Linked DNA regions of Oryctolagus cuniculus: region 2 is linked to region 1. Evidence: chromatin contacts called from public Hi-C data. All regions are on one chromosome and are shown on one strand. Each heading gives the region's core, a stretch centred on a gene start, on an enhancer-like site or on the middle of the called end of the contact. The rest is flanking DNA. Distances are from core to core; before and after follow the strand shown. Region 1 has its middle 510 kb from the start of MYC. Region 2 has its middle 43 kb from the start of MYC.

The links. A called contact is a pair of places that touch in the nucleus more often than the background predicts.
Region 2: a Hi-C map of skin fibroblasts shows a contact between it and region 1, with 2.5 times the contacts expected there. The contact joins two enhancer-like sites. A contact is called at or near these places in 2 of 6 Hi-C or Micro-C datasets (embryonic fibroblasts and skin fibroblasts).

Annotation. Positions count from the first base shown.
Region 1 is chr6:152,927,194-152,934,301 of mOryCun1.1, reverse strand. No RefSeq gene overlaps it. Among named protein-coding and RNA genes, the nearest start is that of MYC, 510 kb to the left of the region's middle. Within about 2 kb of position 2,756, at least 1 of the 8 cell types and tissues checked has an H3K27ac peak or open chromatin away from gene starts, as enhancers often do.
Region 2 is chr6:153,399,234-153,406,341 of mOryCun1.1, reverse strand. No RefSeq gene overlaps it. Among named protein-coding and RNA genes, the nearest start is that of MYC, 43 kb to the left of the region's middle. Within about 2 kb of position 4,416, at least 2 of the 8 cell types and tissues checked have an H3K27ac peak or open chromatin away from gene starts, as enhancers often do.

The DNA of each region.
Region 1 (7,108 bases), core at 1,507-4,006:
CATCTCAATCTGAACACCATTATCATCATTTCTTACTGGTCTGTTACGAAGTTTGCTAAATTACCTCCTTGCATCTATGCTGGCCACAATTCACGCTATTCCTTTACTGGTTAGTAAACAGAATAATGGAGTTAAAATATAAAATATAGATTACCCTCCTGTTTAGTGAAAGCCCTTGTATGGATTCTTAAATCTCAATTTTGACCCTTCAGTGGCTATACCTCTTTCTTGCCTCATTTTATACAAAGCCTCATTCAATCCTCATACTTGTCTACTTTGGAATTCTCAAATAGGCCAAACCTTTCTCCACCTCAATCTCTTGAACACTCTCTTTTCTCTGTCAGGAATCTTGGAGACTTAAACATTTTTGTTAATGGCTAGCTTATTTTACCTTTTAAGGTTCAGTTTAGAAGATGGTTCCCAAGAGAAGCCATGCTGCCCCTCATTGTCCCTAGAATGGGACTCTCATTCATTGTGCAGTTCCCTATACTTTGGGAGAACATACATCAGACCCCCATTAACTATTTTGTTGCATTTTTATGATTGCTAGCAATTTTTGATGTGTTTTTTTTTTTTTTCAGTGGTTTACTTTCTCTGTTCTCTTCCACTAAAACTCCAAGATGGCAGTTAGAAGCCCATCTTGCTATCATTGGGTCTTCAGGGGCCAGCACACAGAAGACAGGAGAGAAACCTGTTCAGTGATCAGTAGTCCATGGGTGGACTCAGAGAGCTGAAGGATCTCTCTGAATAGGAAGCAGACCTAAAGACACCTAAAGTCCTTCAATTTTATAAAGGAGAAAAACAAGATTCAAGACTTGTAATGAGTTCTCCTAATGCCCCATATGTCAGTCCTGCCCAATACGCTCTGATACACTGTGGCATCTTTATTATCAAGTCTTAGGCTTCTGAAAACTATGCAATAAGTACAGATGGTTAAGGAAATGATCCGACAGGGACACCAAATTCTTTGTGCATATCAACCTTTCACCGAGAAGTGAGAGCAAAGCCCAAGGAAATGCCATCTGACTAATTTCTAACCAACACAAGTCTTCTCTCTTAGTCATCCCCAACAAAAATGTCAGTGTTCTACCACCAGAATGAGATCAGCCAAGGCCCACAGTGGCTGCTGAGGTCTCTGTTTTACTGGGGGTCTGGGATTTACTGGGATGTGGAGAGAATCAGGCCTGTGCCTGGTTTATGAGCAGGTAGGAAAAACTTAGTATCTTAGAGACTCTTCCTTCTTCCTTTTTTATTCTACCATTGCCTATGCCGTATCTGTTAATTTGTTGACTTTAATTACGTTCTTCATTCTTTCACTTCCAGAGTCTCCATTTTATTGCTTCTAAAATAGAGTGATTGATAGCAGTGGTCATTATGGCCTGGTGTTCTATGTTTTTACTGTACAGAGTAAATTCTCAAGCATCAAAAAGTATGTTTGATTACCTAAGCACATTGTTCAGTCTCTACCATGACATAGAGGAACTAGATTATTATTTTACTTCCGGTCAGCATCTTCTGAGCTAGACGGAGGTGCTACGAATCCTGGAGCCAACATTTTTTTTTATTTTCTGCTCCCTAGGACTTTACTGTCTTTGCTGGAACTTTATATTCAGAGGAAGAAGATATACTCAAAGGCAGTGCAGGATAGTCATTTGGAGCCTTTTGTAATGCTAACATTGTCCTTTCAATGACAATACCCCATGCAAGTATTATTTAGTCTGAAAGTGTGTTTGAAGCAACTCTTATGGATTTGCACTGTGCTAAGTGCTTGGAAATCTGAAATAATTAGAAAATGGTGCCTATATTCTAGAAATACACAAATGAATGGTGAAACAGACAGATAAGCTTATAACAATGCAGTAAGATACATTCATGAGTAAAGCTGTTTTTTTTCTTGGTGTGCTCATATTAAATGGTATTAACTAAGTTTATCTGGTAGCATCAAAAAGGGCTTATCAAAGGGAGATATTTGAACTAGCTCTTGAAGGATGAAAAAGAGTTTGCTCTGTAGAGATGGAGGGAATGAAACATCAGGTAGAGATATAGCACAAAGATATTGAGTTCAGGCCAGGTATTTCTTGGAAACAACCAGCAAGCTAAAATGAACTCATGATGTATGAGTAAAGGGAGAGGATGAAGGGAGAGTGGAGATGAGGCTTGCAGAGGAGGTTGGAGTCATGATCAGGAAGGGTATTATTTATCATGTACGCAGACTTGGACTCCATGCCACATGCACACATGGAGAACTGCACTGACACGTTGCGCATGTGTATGTGGAGACGACGTATTCAGTTTCGATTTTTAAGAAAATATCTGGTGGCAAAGGAAAGATGGAGAGTGTAAATTAGAGAAGAATGAAAGGATTTTCCTGCTTTATAACAACAGTGAATATTCTGATTGCTATATTGATGATGAGTAAAGTGGAAATAAGCAGTGGAAAATACTAAGGAATTTGTACTAATAAATATTGTAGGGAATTCTATTCCTACTTTTATTCTGTATTTTATTTGATAGTTACTAATGGAGTACCTACTGAGAACCTCTCCTGGTGCTGAGATCATGGGGAGAGGTAATCTAGGCTGAAGACATGCCTTTTTCTGGAGGAGGCAAGTTTTCACCTTCTGTGCTTTTGGCTAAAGTCACGTCACATCACATGGTTGATTCTCTCAAATCACATGGCTTTGACCAATGTCCTTTCTCTTGAAACTTCCATGAGCCACCCAGGGAAGGAGAGCTGGCTTTGCAGCTGGCTCCATTACTGCTGGGGACAAGCTTAGCTGCACTCTGAAGCAGCAGGTTAACAGAGCTGTGCTACTGAATGCGAGAAGGGGAAAGAGGGTTGCGCTAGTGCAATACCTAAACTTTTGGGGGAAAGAATGCATATATCTGAAAATGCACCAGCAGGATTCTTCTCTCCTCTCACTGGCAGGCTGCATGAAGGCCCTGACTCAGCATTCATGGGTCTTAATGCTCATGCTTGTCCACCTGACTTGGCAGAGATTGGTTTCATTGTTGGCTTGTTTTCATGACAAGAGTGTGGGATCTCTGGAGTGCCTAATACCTTGTAAGTTCCATTTAAGGGTGGAAGAGCAAGAACAAGCTATAACCAGTAGACGGCCCAGTGACTCAGGAGCTTAAGCATTTAACTAATTAGTAAGAAAAAAATGTGGAAAGATTTGCAGTTCATACAAATGAAACAAGCATCACTGGGCTTGAATTATGCAAGCTTCTATTTCCTTTTGGGACTGTATTAGAACTTAGGGACAAGAAAGGCTACTTTCTACCTTTGAGGAATTTTCAAAGCACTTGGTTTTATTGTTGTTGGTCACTGACAAAGGGAATAATTTCAACACATCAGGAAAATGCTTCATCATTTCCTCTTGTGAAATCTGGGTGCTTCTGTGTGAATCCATGTTAGGAATGTGCACTTCATTCCATGAAAGTCAATGTTCAGTTTCATATTTAGCCAAAGGCTGCTACCAAGTTGCAGTTCTGGTGGGAAAAGAGCAGAGCACTCACCTCTCAAAGGTTTCCTGTGATCTGTATGTATCCTTGGAAGGCAGAAAAATAAAATTAATAGTCCAGCCTTTTCTCAGAAGAGTTTAGATCCATGTGCAACCTTTTTCAGTTGAGTCTAAATTTTTCTCATTTCTAAGATAGGAAAAATTATACCAATTTCCCAGGAGGTTCTAAGGACTAAATAACTAAATTTTTTGTTTGTTAATTTCAGTTTTTACATCTTGGAAAGTAGGCTAGAAGCTGAAATGTTTGGAAATAAAAGGAAAAACCATATAATAAAAATATCTGACATGTAGCAAGTGACCAATTAATTTTGGCTTTTTAAATTACTATTCTTAGACAAGCAAGAGGCCTACATACTTTCCAAAATTCTGTTCTTTCCATCCAATAACATGTCAACCAGACTCATAGATATGTCAACAAGCTAGTGCTTTGCAACTGTGCTGGGCGACATGTGGTATTTCCCTGTGCCATTTGTATTTTATTTCATTTGATGATTGTCAGTGCATCTTTGGATATGTGTTGACTGTTCCCATTCATGGAAAAGACTGGAAACTAACCCTAATGAACCTGCCTCTGCCAAAGGAGTGGAGAACAAATCCATTTGCAAACTTAGCTTCTAGCCCATCCTGTGCCTGCTTTTCTTTTTTATTCCTCCTTTCGTCCAGCCCTCCCCATCCTTTATTCTTTTTACGCTTTTATGCCCATTATAAAGAATAAACAGTAGACTGGCCCTGCTATCAAACAGAATACAAGACAAGACAACGATCATTCATTAGGTGGCAGCCATACTCCAGGCCCCACATTATGCACACGTTCTACATGTTCCTGCTTAACTACACAGCAGCCATAAAGATTTTAGTTTTTAAGAAATGGTAAATAAATTGTCCAAAGTAAAATAATTAGCAATAAAATGGTAGTACTCAAACACAAGAATATAAAATTCCAAAACTCGTACTATGTAATCAATACAGATGAGGATGGGGTGTGTGTGTTTGTGTGTGATATTCTAACTCTCACAGCTTCTATACTGACATTAGAATCATTCCTTGGCTTACTTTGATCACATCCCTTGTCCCCAACCATATATTGACCCCAGTTCTTGGATTAGCAGGAAGTGAAGAAGCTTTGGGATCCCTCAGTTTCTTTACTACTTTTCCTTTTGTTCTGATGACTTTGCAATAATCTTCATATACTTCCTGCTGAGATTCATCTTCTCAGACTACTGATGTTTTTCTGTCGTATCATTAAATATGATGCCTGACAGAATCTCAGGTGCCCTAAAAATGGCTGTCACATGAACAAATTAGTGAATGAATGAGAGTTAAAGATAGTGGCTGGCATCAAGTTATCTATGCATTGGTTTGCTTTGTCTTGGATTTGGGATACTGGCTTCTAGCAGAAGCTCAACACTTCTCTTATATTTTTCTGCCCCTCTAACTTACTGCCCTCCATCTCACTTACAAAGATAAGAGGAAGGTCAAGCTTGGTGTTCAGATATCAGGATGCTAATTAAGGGTTTTGATATAAATACAATGATAGCAATTTCATTTAGTATTTTGGGGCAAATATAGATATTATCTTTAAAATGGAAAGATTCAAAAATATAAGAGAAATAGAGGAACAGGCATTTAGTTTGCATTAATTGGAAGCTGGGTGTCAAGGTCCTGTCTAGAAAATAAAGGAATTTTTCATAGAGTCTTTCCTGTTTTATCAGAGGTCTGCATTGGGATTTGGGGCTAACAATTCAGCTATATATATATATATATTTTACTCTCAGGAATTTAATGAAAAGGCATCACCATGGATAAGGACAGAACTTTCACAAGTGCTAAACCTGGCCAAACACATCATTGTTCACTGGCTTCCCAATGACACCAACACACTCAATAGTGACTTCTTGTTTTAATGGCATTTCTCAGGGCTCTGTTTGAGACAATCGTCTTCTCAATGTCTAGGCTCCCATCTCATTTCTGTTCAGATGAAGTTAATACCTCGTCTTTGAAGTTTCAGAGGAGGAAAAGTTCAGGCATTGATTCTATTGACTGGGCAACTTGGGATTCAAAGTGTTTCATTAATAAACACTATTCATTTTGACAATTTGCTTGGAAGAGAACATCTTAGAGTTTTTCTAACCTATATTGCACTTATTTTCAGGTATCTAGGCTTTGTGGGACACTGCAAGATAAATAAATTAGTCCTTTTAATGCTGTCAGGTTCCTAGAAATTGGTGATTCATTGAATTAATCTTATTTGGGTATGTGTCTTGTGCCGAATTCATCAGTTCCCAAATAGTGAGGTTCATATCACTATTCCCAATACATTCACTAACGGAAAAGCACAGTGAGTTCGCACAGAATGCTGTGCATCTGCTCTGGAATACATGAGAAAGTCTTTAATTGCAACCCTAATGTAACAGCGTATGCCATTTGCATAGTAGATTCTGTTAGTGATTCTAGTCCCTGGTTTCTGATTGACTGACAATACCTAATTTCCTTTTCAATCACATTACCAGGATGAATGAAAGTCACTCTAGACTGATTTATGCATTCTAGCTACCAAGTGTAATAAACCCAATCTACCTGATGTTGAACCTATTTTGCAGGCAGTTATAAGCCGTAGTCATTGGTGTTCTTGGAAACTGAGATATTTTCTGCTCTGATAAGGGATAAAAATTCCTGCCTCAAATGGCTTCCATAACGTGGAGATCTTACAACAATAACACTACTGATTCAGACATTAATCTTAAGTGCCCAGGGAGTCTTAAAACACTGTATCCCACCAGCAAGGTCCATGGTAATTGCCACGTAAATCCCCTCCGTAATGTGGCCCTTATTATGACCAGCCAGAAAGGGCTTTCCTTTAAATCATCCCAATGGAACACAGCCTTGTAGAAACACTCTTACCCACACATTTCTTTGCTTCTTTTCATTAACCTGTTATCATCTTTACAAATGGTATTCCTCACCCATTCCCCTGTATCAGATTAGTAATGCCCTATGAGTAAACAAACATGAAATTTCAAAGGGAAACAGGAGCAATTACCATTACCAGCGGCTGTGCTAAGCATTGTGAAAAAGCTCACGATTCACAGGGAAAAAATCCATGCTGTTCTTTGAAGGCATTCAAGACTTTATAGCTGGATAAATGTATAACTTCCAGCCAAGTACCACTTTGCCCCAACAATAAGTTCTGTACACTGGGAAAGGTGCTGAGATATGAACTTTGGTCTTCTACACAATCCATCTGCAGCATTCAGTGACAACATTGACTTTGAAGTTAGACTGACCTGGCTGACCCTGTCACTAAGCATCTTGGGTAGGCTATTCATTTAATTACCCAGTAACTCAGTTTACAAATATTTTGTGTCACACATTTACTAAGCACTGCCTATATCTGGGGAGCGAACCAGCAGATGGGAGATTCTCTCTAATTCCCCCAGCCTCTGTCTCTCTGTCTCTCCTTGCCATTCTGCCTTTCAAATAAATACAAATGAATAAATTTTAAAAAATCAAAATAAAGAGAGAGAGAGAGAGAGAGAGAGAGCTTCTTAACCAGACTTGGATGTTCAAGGAGGCTTCCAAAGGGA
Region 2 (7,108 bases), core at 3,167-5,666, 470 kb before region 1:
GGGTATGTGGTTATAGGAGTGTCCTACATCCTAGAGAAAGTCAGTTGAGTGCATGGAGCCCCTGCTATGCTTCTGGCGTGAGGCTGCACATACAGTAGTTTATTTATTTTATTTATTTATTTATTTTTGGCAGTGAGAGAGAGACAGAGAGAAAGGTCTTCCTTCCATTGGTTCACTCCCCAAATGGCCACTATGGCTGGCGCTGCGCCGATCCGAAGCCAGGAGCTAGGAGCTTCTTCCTGTCTCGTATGCAGGTGCAGGACCCAAGCACTTGGGCCATCCTCCACTGCCCTCCCGGGCCACAGCAGAGAGCTGGACTGGACGAGGAGCAACCAGGACTAGAACCTGGCGCCCATATGGGATGCCAGCGCCGCAGGCAGAGGATTAACCAAGTGAGCCACAGTGCCGGCCCCAGTAGTTTATTTAATCCTCATAACCTCCCTAGGAGATTGGAGCTCTCTTTGTTCCCATTTGACAGATGAGGAAACTGATTCCCAGGGAAGTTGATTGACATGATCAAGGCATTGCAGCCAGTAAGCGGCAGCACAGATATCTCTGTCGGGTCTGTTCAAAGCCCATTCTCTAACCTATTCTCATGTGATGCTTCTCTGGCATCAAAGGAGAGAAAGCAATGGGATGTCCGAGGAACTCAGAGGTGACGATCTGTAAGGCAGTGGGCAGGGTCTGGGACTTGTGAGGTAGTGTTTATGCAGCAAGTATAGTGAGGTTTTTTCTTAGAACTTAGTGCCTACCATTCTCCCTCTACTCCCAAGTAGCTGCTTGGTGATGCCTTTGAGAGGGACCTAGTTATGAAAGGAATTTCAAGAACAACCCATGTGTTGGGTTTAGTCCCAGGATTTGTGCCAAGCTTGTGAGTTCCAATCAGGTGAGTCGGGTGAGTTCTTTCCCTGCTGTGTCCTGATGGGTGGGGGAAGTGGCACAAAGTTCAGGGAACACCATGGGGGAGCCTGGGCAGTGTGGGTTTCAGCCTGGCTGAGTCACCTTGTGACCTTGGACTTGTGGTGGGGCCCGTTTGCATGCCAATCTCCTCTTCTGCTATGTGAGCTCATGCATTCTTCATGCTGTATCCCGAGTGTTCTGCACAGAGCCCGAGACACGGTGTGCCCTCAGCAAGGCTTTCATCATCGAATGAATGAGTGAATGAGTGAACAGTAGTGAAGACTGCAGGCCCCGCAGTGTTCCTGGCTCATTTTTTTAAAATTATTTTGGGGCCCAGCATTGTGCCATAGCAGATAAAGCCACAGCCTGTGATCCAGCATCTCATATGGACACAGGCTTGTGTCCTGGATGCTCCAGTTCCAGTCCAGCTTCCTGATGATGGCCTGGAAAAATGCTGTAAGATGGCTCAAGTGTTTGGACCCCTGCCACCCATGTGGGCCATGCAGATGAAACTCCTGGCTTCTGGCTTTGGCTTGGCTCAGCTCTGGCTGTTGCGGTTACTTTGGGAGTAAACCAGTGGATAGAAAAAAGTCTCTCTTTTTCTGTCTCTTTCTCTGCCTTTCACATAAGTTTATTTATTATTTAACATCAATTTATTTATGCAAAAAGCAGAGTGACAAGGGGAGAGAGAGAGTGTCCTTCTATCCACTGATTCACTCTCCAAATGCCTGCAACAGTCAGGGCTGGGAACTTCATTTGGGTTTCTTATGTGGGTGGTGGGACTCAAGTACTTGGGTCATAACCTACTGTCTCCCAGGTGTGTTAGCAGGAAGCTGGATGGGAAGCAGAGCAGGACTCAATCCCGGGCACTCTGATATGGGATGGGGGTGTCCCAGGCTGCGGCTTAATCTGTTGGGCCACAACACCTGCCCCCATGGATCATCTAACCTGTAGAAAGAGGACAGAGGGAATTGTAGGAGGGTAAATGACATTGACAGTGGTGTGGGGGCAAGAATTGCAGAGTTAGAATTGCAAGGCGAGGGTGGCTTCTTGTAGAAGAGAAGATGGCCTGGGAGAGGCCTGCACCCACTTCCCCTTCCTGATTGAATTTTCTCTGAGAAGACAGAGCGCTAGGTGCTGACACTAATAGTTCCTTTAACAGGCCCTTTCATCTCCCATCTCAAAGTGCTCTGCAAGTGTTAATTAAGTCTCTGGACTCCTAGGGAGGTAAATATTATTTATCCACCTCTTATAGATGAGAAAATTCAGGCACAAAGAGAAGTAATTTTCCCAGGGCAGTTCCTGAGTGGGTGCCCCTTCCCACTCTGGCTCCAGGACTGCCAAAGCTGCTTAAGAGAAAGAAGAAAAAGAGAGTAAGCTCCCTCTACCTCCCCCTCCCCAAAACCCTCATAGATACAAGAAGACCAAAAGGGCAAAAATTATCTTAAGGTAATATTTCTTAGGATTTTTAAAAAAAGTGTCCCTAGCCGGTGCCGCAGCTCAATAGGCTAATCTTCCGCTTGCGGCGCCGGCACTCCGGGTTCTAGTCTTGGTCGGGGTGCCGGATTCTGTCCCGGTTGCTCCTCTTCCAGGCCAGCTCTCTGCTGTGGCCCGGGAGTGCAGTGGAGGATGGCCCAAGTGCTTGGGCCCTGCACCTGCATGGGAGACCAGGAGAAGCTCCTGGCTCCTGGCTTCAGATCAGTGCGGTGCGCCGGCCACAGCGTGCCGGCTGCAGCGGCCATTGTGGGGTGAACCAATGGTAAAGGAACACCTTTCTCTCTGTCTCTCTCCCTCACTGTCCACTCTGCCTGTCAAAAAAAAAAAGTGTCCTTAATGTGTTCCCAAATGTATACCCCCCTCCATGGTTTTCTTGGGGGCAGGTGGTTGGGAAAATTGATCAGCAGAGTGTTTCCCAGATATATTCAGATTTGAAAATCTGCAGTTTGTGGGTCTCAGCTGTAATGTGGGAACCGTCCCTAGTGTTGTTGTGAGGAGTGAGTAAATCCTGAAAAACACTCATCTCAGGGCGGACCCACAGGAGGCACTTAATAGTTCTATGGGAGCCACAGGTGCCCACTCTGAATATCCTCTTGAGTGTGTGCCTACTACCTCCATTCGTTTATCTGACCAGAAGGCACTATGCTTGGTTTTGGGACCAGAGCAGTGCAGAAGACAGTGAAGGGCTCTGGTTTCCGCTTCTGCCTTTGCTAACAGGAGCCAGGCATTAAGGAAAAACAAACAAACAAACAAACAAAAAAACCCAGACCTACACCATCAGGCAGTATTCTTGCTGAGTGAGCACTGGCAACTAGACAACCGTGGTGCTCTGTGAGAGCGGAGAGAAGAGGCCGCTCTCAGTCGGGGAGGTAAGGGAGGGGCCCTGGGGCGGGGGGGCGAGGCTGTAGCTGGGATGTGAGTGAGGAAGATGCCAGACAGGGGACCCCCCTCCCCAATGTGGAAACACTCGGAATAGAGATGCCGGGTCATCCATTCAGCAAACACTGCTGGCCTCCTTGCTTGGTAAGGAAGTCAGGCATTGGGAGAAGAGGTATAAGAGGAGACAACAGCCGTGTAGGAGCGGAGCTGGGGGGTATCAAGTCAGCGTGCACACTCCAGTGCACCTCGTAGGGAATGTGGAGAAAGAGCCAGAATTGTTCAGACGCTTCCGTAATGGCTCTGCCGGGAGAAGCCGAGGCAGACTTACTCAAGGAGGCGCAGGAGTCGGCTTCTCTCCTTCAGTGGTCGGCGCAGATTATTGGTGATCTACAAGGCACCCAGCTGCGGCTTACGCTCTGTGTTAGAGGAGGTTCCGAGGGCAGGTTGCTGCCCCGAAGGAAGTCACGGTGGAATCAGGGAGAAAGCGGTTCCCAGGTTGGCAGAGGGCGGGAAAAGATGACCTAAATTCTCAGTCTGTCTCTGGAGCACAGCAGGGAGGGGCACGTGAGGAGTCACACAGGTCTGCAGGGGCCAAAGCGACTGAATCATGAAGATTTAATCATGATAACCGGCTAGTAACTGACGCACCTTGCATTGGTTCAGCACTTAACTGTTTAGCTGGTGTCCACCTGAGCCTGCTCAGCAAAGAAGTAGAGCAGGTCTCATTACCCGCATTCTAAAGACAGTGACACTGAAGGTCTGGAAATGTAAATGAATGCATTGATTTTTATGAGACGTGCTCATCAGTGTTTTTAATATGTTGGATACATCGGAGGACTTCATTTTTGGATCCGCCCAGTTTGAGTTGGGCTTCTGTGAGCTGTTTTCTGCAAATCTTGATTCTTCCTGGGGCATCTGAAAGCTCACAGTGGAAACTTGGAGTCTGGTACAGCCCCAGACCCTCCTCCCAAGCTGCTGGCACACCTTGGGCAGATGTTGTTGACCTCTGTGCCCGCTTACGACACAAACACAATGCTGCATTTCTTTACAAAATGTTCTCTCAGTAGGGAGAGCAAATAATGGACCATCTGGCTCAGGGCACTTCTGAGAGTGAAAGGGGTTGTGAATCATAATTACACCAGGCCAAGAAGCTTACACCAGCCCGGCCTGGCAAACTGGGGCATCTGGTCACCATACCTATGAGTCATCCTCCTCACTAATTGAATTCAGATTTTTCCTTCTGTCCTCACGTTTTTCTGAATCGTTTACTCATTCAATTACTGGACAGTCATTTACCAGGCCCCTCTGTCCACAGTGCTGGGCTGCCAGGGCTGTGTGATCCAGGCTCCTTCCCAAAAGCAGTGCTCATGGACACTGACTCGCCTGGGGAGGCAAATACTGAGCCTCTGGCCATTCGTGTTTGCCATCTTCACGCCTGCTGATGAGCGAGTAAAGGACAGGCACCCAGAGGGTGCAGGCTGTGTCTCCCTGTCTTCCCCAACATGTGGGGCTCAGGGAAGTATTCGGGACGCTGCCAATCAAGGCAAACCAGTCCCTCCCAGCACAAACCAGTGCTCACCTGGTGATGCCTGTGGGCCCCAGCTTACCCTCCCTTTGTTTCTTGGGCCGTGTAACACTTGCTGCATAAGTAATCCATCATTTGTAAGCGTTGGTTGACTGCTTATTGGACAAGAAGGGGGGCTGGTCCCTGTGTCTGGCTTGGGCCCAGGCTCGCGTAAGTCTTCAGTGAATATTTGCTTGATGCCTAATTGACTCAAGGCCCAGGACAAAGGATGCCTTTGGTAAGAACCCTGGGGAAAAGACCTCCTGGGTGAGCAATGGCTGCAGGCAGGGGCTGGAGGGTTTACAGGTGTGGGGCTCTTGGTTAGGAGGTATTAGCTTGAGCAGGTTGATGTCCAAAAGACCAGTCTGGTTAGGAGAAGAAGTGAAGTGTCACTTGTTCCTGAAGGTCACAGTGGAAACTTGGAGTCTGGTAGAGCCCCAGACCCTCAGGTAGGGGCTGTGCTGTGTAATTGCCCAGCCGTTCTGCCATCTGCCCTATCCCACGGGAGCTCTTGGCTTGATGCTGCACTGAGCAGACGGATCAAACAGGGAGGAGAATTTCCCGTCTAGATTGAGATGAGTTCCCATTTCTAGGATTCCAGCTGTCTCAATGAAAAGTACTAGGGACAGTCAGTGGCCAGGTGTTTAGAGCTCAACTCAGTTAACACAGGTGATATTCCTGCACACTCACTCATTGGCAACCCTGTACTTGGTCTTTCCCATACTTTTCTGCACTGGGACAGGTGCTGGTTGCTAAATGTGCTGCACTGGATGGTACCTGCTGAGTGGCCTGGCTGAAGCTTGCATGGACAGGTCTTTCAAGAGGAGCCCTGATGTTGGAAGTGGGTGCTGGCGTTGGGTAAAAGAAGGCCTGGGTCCCAAGGCCAGAGGGGAAGGGCTAGAAAGTAGTGCTGTTGGGACATCTGTGTGACATTGAACCTGAACTTCATGGTAGCCCAGCTGCCCATGTCCAGATCCCATCTCTACCTCCTGTGATGTTGGCCGACAGCTATGAACCTTCCTTTTTCAGTTTACTCTTCTGCAAAATGAGGATGAAAGTCCCCCCTTATGGGGCGCTCATGACAATTGAGTGCTTTAATAACATGTAACTCTCACAGCTGTTCCTAGTACGATGGGTTCACCAATAGCAAAACAAAGGAAAACATGCATCACCCCATTTTCCCACATGGACTGTGTTCTTGAATGCTCTTATCTTTTCCTGGCCTCCTCTCCCATACCTCTACCTCTCCTTCTAGGCATAACCTCATCACCTCATTCATTCATGCATCCAATAAAGCTTACTGGCTGCCTGCTGGTAGCCTGGAGATGCTTGTCTAGATGGAGCCTACTAGACCTAGCAGCCCAAGACTCTGCCCTCAAGAAGCCTTCAGTCCAGATGGTAGATAAAATGGGAAGATTGAGTAATGTGAATAAAATGGAGGGCAATGAATTCTCTCAAGAGAAATAGAGGTAGAGGGGATTGGAACTTTCAGCAGGAGAGAGCCTGAATGCTGCCTGCAGGAGTTGCTGTGTCATCTGAACCAGCAAAGTGGGTGCTGTAGTATCCTGACAATAATTATATGCCAATCATCATAGCTCCCATTCTGGGGGAAATTTGCTATGTGCCTGGATCTAGGGTCTGTGCACCATTCTGCCATGCTGAGAAGGCACTGGCCTCTTTCTGCTGGAAGTCTTGGCCAGTGCAGATTCTGGGGCTCCTCACCCCAAAGCTGCTGAGTCCCTGGACTGTTTCTGGCATGATGCCTTGTGCAGACCCTGTCTGTGTCAATCATTCTACTTGTCAATGATCCTCAGTGACTTGTCAACTGAGGAGCCGTGGACAGTGTCCATAAGTGTTTCCCAGTGCAAGGTATTCTGCCAAGAGCTTGACATCATCATTCCATTTTTCCCTCACAACCACATTCATGATCCCTGTTGTATGGATGGGGAGATGGTGGAACAGAGAAGTTAAACTACTTGCCCAGGACTATGGAGCTGGAAGTTCTACACAGGAGTACTTCCACATCTTCCCAATTCTGTAGTCTTGTAGCTTCATTTCTAGTGCTGAGCACTGCTTACATTTTATCACCCCCACCCCCCCGCCCCGCCTGATTCAGGTTGGAAAGGAAGTACTTACAGAGGGCCACGGCAATCTGGGAGCACCTCAAGTGTTGCATCCCAGGGGTTGGGGTGGAGACCTGGGGTGTCTTTTCCTGGCTTTGAAAAACCCTGGACGACCTAGTCCATGAAAAGATGTAGGGACTGTCTG